Regions from separate parts of the Mus musculus genome. Here region 1 is linked to region 2. A link is a contact called in public HiChIP or PLAC-seq data. All regions are on one chromosome and are shown on one strand. The core of a region is the stretch at or near the end of the contact, and the rest is flanking DNA. Distances in the headings are between cores, read along the strand shown. Region 1 overlaps Gm12610 (predicted gene 12610). Region 2 has its middle 6.3 kb from the start of Gm34568.

Evidence for each region. HiChIP or PLAC-seq counts read pairs in DNA pulled down with a chosen protein or histone mark.
Region 1: a FOXA1 HiChIP or PLAC-seq map of pancreatic cancer cells shows a contact between it and region 2. The contact joins two enhancer-like sites. A contact is called at or near these places in 1 of 15 datasets of contacts at CTCF or cohesin (the NIH/3T3 cell line) and 1 of 115 datasets of contacts at active chromatin or transcription factors (pancreatic cancer cells).

What each region holds. Positions count from the first base shown.
Region 1 is chr4:89,443,949-89,446,648 of GRCm38.p6, reverse strand. The region is part of intron 5 of Gm12610 (predicted gene 12610); the gene reads right to left. It also overlaps the pseudogene Gm12608. Among named protein-coding and RNA genes, the nearest start is that of Cdkn2b, 130 kb to the right of the region's middle. Within about 2 kb of position 1,373, at least 44 of the 459 cell types and tissues checked have an H3K27ac peak or open chromatin away from gene starts, as enhancers often do. A contact at or near this core is called in pancreatic cancer cells, where this site is marked.
Region 2 is chr4:88,948,602-88,951,555 of GRCm38.p6, reverse strand. No RefSeq gene overlaps it. Among named protein-coding and RNA genes, the nearest start is that of Gm34568, 6.3 kb to the left of the region's middle. Within about 2 kb of position 1,270, at least 85 of the 459 cell types and tissues checked have an H3K27ac peak or open chromatin away from gene starts, as enhancers often do. A contact at or near this core is called in pancreatic cancer cells, where this site is marked.

The sequences.
Region 1 (2,700 bases), core at 124-2,623, 490 kb before region 2:
AGCACAGAAATGTTGGGTAACTTTCCAAATGTCACGGGGGGTGGGGTGGGGTGGGGAAGGTGGAAAGGTGCTGGGATAAGAATTCTCACTATCCCAGTGGCTACACTCCAATGCTGGCACGTCCTCAGGTTTCTCTGATTGCCTCTGGAAGGCAGCCATAGTCTCGGTAAGTGCCAATAAGTGACAATTGTTTAAACAAATCATTTTCATGAATTCCCTGACCCATTTAAGCAGTTCTATATTAATCAGCTGCTGTGATGAAAATAGGCACAGGACTGGTGGCCATACTGGTTAATTTCAAGGACAGTTGCTTGCTGCTGGGTCACAGACCACACAGGTGGAACTGCTATGTCCTAGGATGCCTGGATTTAGGGGATCAAGTTTCACTGTTCTGATACAAGGGTCTGACTGTGACGTGTGTAGCTATTAAGAAGGAAAGGTGGAGAAACAGCCTAAGCAAGGACTTGTACCAATTTATTTCAGGGGCACAAATCCACCCTCTTAAAACCTTGAAGTTCTTTCTTCCCCCCACCACCCCCCCACCCCAGCATTCCTCCTCTGCAAGTCAGAGACTGATAAGGAATGAGAACAGAAAGGCACGAGCCTTACTGTCTCAAGTGGCTTATTGGCATCTCTGAAATTTTCACACAGGGTGGCACCCGTTGGAATGGTTTATACCCTTCAGAGCAATAAAAAAAAATTGTATCCCTCCTCCCTACTCGGTGAGGCAGGAAACATACTAAAAATATCTTAAAAGAAATCTCCTTTGCTCACTGTCTCTCTCTGTCTTTGACTCTCTGCCTTTGTCTCTCTCTGTTCCCCTCTCTCTGTTTCTATTTCTCGCTGTGTGTCTCTGTGTCTCTGTGTATCTCTGTCTCCTGTCCCCTTATCTCTTTACTTCCTCTCTGCTCAACCTTCTCCCCTCCCCTCTCAAGCACATAAGGTGTGACCCATTACTGGAGCCCGTAAGATACGAGTACAAGATTGGACTGGAAGATAAAATGGGAAAGGCTGTTGATAAGGGACCTGAGGATCCCAGCTGGGGTGCTAACCCCGCAGTGAAAGACATCTGCCACGGAGACACAACCCTGAGAGTGAACCATTGCTCTTCCATCATCTTGGGCAAAGCTCCTTGGGGATTACGGTTCTGGTGACCTGTTACAAGCCTCAGGATGGCCAGGAGGAATAGATGAGATCACACCCAGCAGACCATCTGTCAAGGCTCAAAAAAAAAAAAAGCAGTATATTCTCTAAGTTTGCTCTTGCCTCATACAAACCAGAAGCTGCCCTTGATCTTTGGACCTCTTCCCAGGCCCAGGAGAGGTAAAACTCTGATATTGCTTTGGGTGTGGCCCCAGCCAGCCTTGTTAATAAACATTCCTTCCTGTTTCTCCACAACGACAGAGGAGGAGGGAAGCAAGGTCCGAGGACAACAGCAGAGGTCATGCCAGGCGCAGAAGCAACCTGAGCTAGAGCTGAGTCACTCCCTGGTTTTTGTTGTTGTTGTTGTTTTGTTTTGCTTTTTCCTATTTGTGTGGTTCATTCTCTGAGACCAATCACCCTGAGATTAGAGATGCTATGAACTGTAACCTGCCTCTTCCTGTAACTTGCAAATGGGTGAGCAATTTCCATTTTTGTCTTCCCTGTTTTACTTTTCTCATAGCACCAAGAACTTAGTCTTCATTTTCCAGGTGAAGTCTCCCACCCCATTTTTAATTCCCACATCAAAGGAACACTGTACTGGTATACTTAACTTTGTGTCTACTTAAATGCCATTTTAACGGGCTGTTCAAACTCTGTGACTACTTCCCTAGGTTTTAGACTAAAGTGGACTACATTATAAATGAGCAGAATGTCATAATATATAACACCAGTGAAGCCTGAGCTCTATATGTGCTTGGCATGCATGAGGTTCAACTTCCAACATACAAAAACCAAATTTAGTCCTCACTGGCAACTGAAAGCCTGCCTCACTATGTGCGCTCCCACCACTGCCTCTCAGAAGTGCTTCGATTACCCACAGTCCTTTGCCAGATGAGACCAGAGTCCTGCGCGCCTGGCTCTTCCTCTCACTGGATCCTATGCCAAAGATGTAAAATTTGGTGTGGATGTTCGAGCCTTAACGCTTCAGAATGTAGACCTGTTAGCAGATGTGCTAGCTGTTACAATGGGGCCAAAGGGAAGAACAGTGATTATTGGACAGAGTTGGGGAAGTCTCAAAGTCACCAAGGATGGAGGTCACTGTTGCAAAGTCAACTGATTAACAGGAGAAATACAAAAGCATGAGAGCTAAATGTTGCCAATAACACAAAGGAAGAGGCTGGGGATGGCACCACCACTGCCACTGTTCTAGCATGTTCTACTGCCAAGAAGGCCTTTGAAAGGATCAGCAAAAAGGCTAATCCAGTGGAGACCCAGAGAGGTGTGATGGTGGCTGTCGATGCTGTAATTGCTAAGCTTAAAAGAACAATCTAAACCTGGGACAACCCCTGAAGGAATTGGTCAGGTTCCTTCCATTTCTGCAAATGGAGACAAGCATTGGCAACATCATTTCTGATGCAATGACAAAGGCTGGAAGAAAGGGTGTCGTCACAGGGAAGGATGGAAAAAAATCCCTGGATGATGAATTAGAAGTTACTGAAATGAAACTTGATAGAGGATATATTTACCCATATTTTATTAATATATCAAAAGGTCAAA
Region 2 (2,954 bases), core at 21-2,520:
CACATGAGCACGTGCACAACTTCATTAGCTAGAAATATAAATGGTTAAAGATCTAAAATCATGAGGAAGCTCTTTTAATGAACTAAATAAGATGAGCCATCACTTTGTGAAGAATGTTCGTGTTGCTGTGAGAGAGTCTTACATTGAAACTTGGGTTTGAGGACTTTCAGTATCGTGCCAACTATCCAATTCCATGACTTCAAAATCTCTGGCTTAAGAGGCACCACCTAAGAGAAAGAAGATGTAACACAAGGGAAGGAGCTCAGCAAAGAAAAGCTTGGAGAAGAAGAGCAAGTGTAACACTGCCTGGAACTTTCTATCTCATCATTTGGGATCTTTGAGGCCAGAGTTGGCAGGCCTCCCAGAGACACCAAAACAAAGCAACTACACAGGACATCACCAAGGACAGGAGACCTAAGCTGGGAAATGGCGAGATGAAAGACCTGTGTCTACAGTCACTGAGGACAGAGCCCAGTGTCCACAGTCACTGAGGACAGAGCCCAGTGTCCACAGTCACTGAGGACAGCACCCAGTGTCGTGAGAAGAGACACGAAAGGCAAGCTTTCTCTTCAGGAATTTTTTTTTCAGTTTATTTAAAGGCACACCTTTGAAATGAGTCCCTGAAGCAGTGAGAAGACACTGCCCTGAGTCCAGACATCTGGGAGTTAACAGCAAGCCTGTGGTGAGTTCTGTGTGGCTGCCTTCTCTATCTTCACTATTCTTAACTCAATGTTGTGTCATCAGTCTGGAATGGACCGTGTCTGCTCAACAAACCCTGCTTCTCTCGCTCGCTCCCTCTCTCTCTTTGTGTTTGCTTATTCACAGTTCAGAAATGGACCAATGACTTTCTTACTCTCTAACCAAGGGAATTAATACTGTGGTGGAAAGAAAAACAATTCCCATTTTGCTTTGAGACAAAGAACCACGTGTTTCTGTTAGAGCACAAAAGATAAAACGGATTTGTACCCTGCAACCTCATCGTGTTCACGAGTGACTCTCTTTGTAACTGCAGAGTGGGGATGGCTTGTGAGGAAGAACATACATTTCTGATTTTGATCAGAGCCCGAAATGTTTAACATTTACAGAGTACTCACTGCTTCAGACAGTGAACTTAGTACTTTGAAGGTCTGTCTTCTGAATTCCAACAGCAGTTTGGACACAGACGCAATTACAGACTTTTTGCCAGGAAAGGGGAAGGGACAGGTTCACTGCTTGACCTCAGGTCTAAACCAATCAGGGGAGGATAGAGAGTTGTACATCCCATGGACATAGCTCAGCAGTGCACAATTACGATATGAAAAACAGTCATCCTTCCCTGTCTTGCTCATTGTGGACAGAAGTATGCCCAGCAAAGAAAACTGCTGCTCATAAATAGTGCACACCATAAACTCTCTATTACTTTAAGAATCGGGACAGTCTGATGGTGTCAGAATTAGTAAATATGTTCATGATACTGGGCACATAATAAGTGCTTAGTAAGTTGGGACTTTAGTCTCCCTATCCTCTTCATTATTGTCACTGACACCATCACCATCATGATTATATTCTGACAAAAACTGGATCTAGGTTAAAGACTACTCCTGGAGCTGATATGGGCACAGGACTCGTGAGGATCAGAGTAGGTCATAGTCAGATACTAGTCACTTTATACAACTCTTTATGCCAAGTTTAATACTATGTTGTCCTGGGACTAGCTCTGTGGGAAGTTATTTTCAATGCACTTGCTTAGGGCTGGTGAAAACAAGCGCCCAACCCCATGACCAGTGTGTTGAGTGCTGTGAAGCCACCACATAACTTGGGTCCCTCTAACACAGCAGCTGACACTAATGTCTGTGGGGAGCATCATTTTGGCCATATCCAAGCCAAGGTCCTCCAGCTATCCATCACTGCCACCTTGCCCAATCAGCTCTCCTACCCTGCCTAACCTATTTTTCAGGTTTGTCTTTCTCCATTCATCAGTGCTTGTCGACTTACTTTGAAGTTGGATAATCTCCACTATCAGATTTCCTCCTGAGTCTCAGCAGAGGCAAGCTATTCAATAACCTGTAAAAACAAACTATTATACTATATGTACTGTGATCTACATTAGATATACAGAAATGAGTAAGATAATATCTCTACGTAGGCAGCTCAGAACATGATGGATCCCAGCTTCAATTTTTCAGCTTCCGTAACATCCCACCAAGACACCAGTTTGTGGTGTATGTACTTCATAGATCTGTCTGTTGGAGCACCTAAATGAATGATCACCATTAGAAGAATTATGACATGCATATTCACTCAGAAATTTTAAACAATTCTATTTAGTGCACAAGTATTTAGAGATGTCATAAAATAAATCCTGAACATGTTATTTTATAGGGAAATCAAACTCAGTGTGGTAGACTACCTGACCAGAGCTATACAGAATTCTAAATCAGAACTGATTCCATGCCCAGCAATCACAGAGGGAGATTCCTTTGTAGAGACATGGCCTCCAGTCTGCAAAAAATCTGTAAGACTCCATTATATTGCTTCCTTTCCAGAACCCATTTTCTGAGCCTTTGTTGGTTGTGGTATTATAAAAGTGCATTGCCACAGTGAACTGCTATCTCCACTTTCAACAAATGCAACATCGAAGGCAATTTAAAATGAAAGCTCAATGAAGAGACCAGAGCAGACAAGCCTGTTGAGCAAGCTCAAATAAGTTCCCTGGAACTAAATGGCTGAGGCTCTTTAGATGTGACTGGTATCCTCCATTGCTGGATGCCATCATAAGAGATGTGTGGTTACTGTAGTCTATCTTCCTTTCCAGGATACTGACTCCATTTGCCTCTTCCAGCATTCCTTTTGTACTTGAATGTGAACTATGAATCACACAGACATATGTACAAAGATCTCTCATCTCGTGAATTCTTGGTGCAGACAAAGGCAAGAGGCATGATTCAGGACCAACCTCAAAGAAAGAAAGAGAG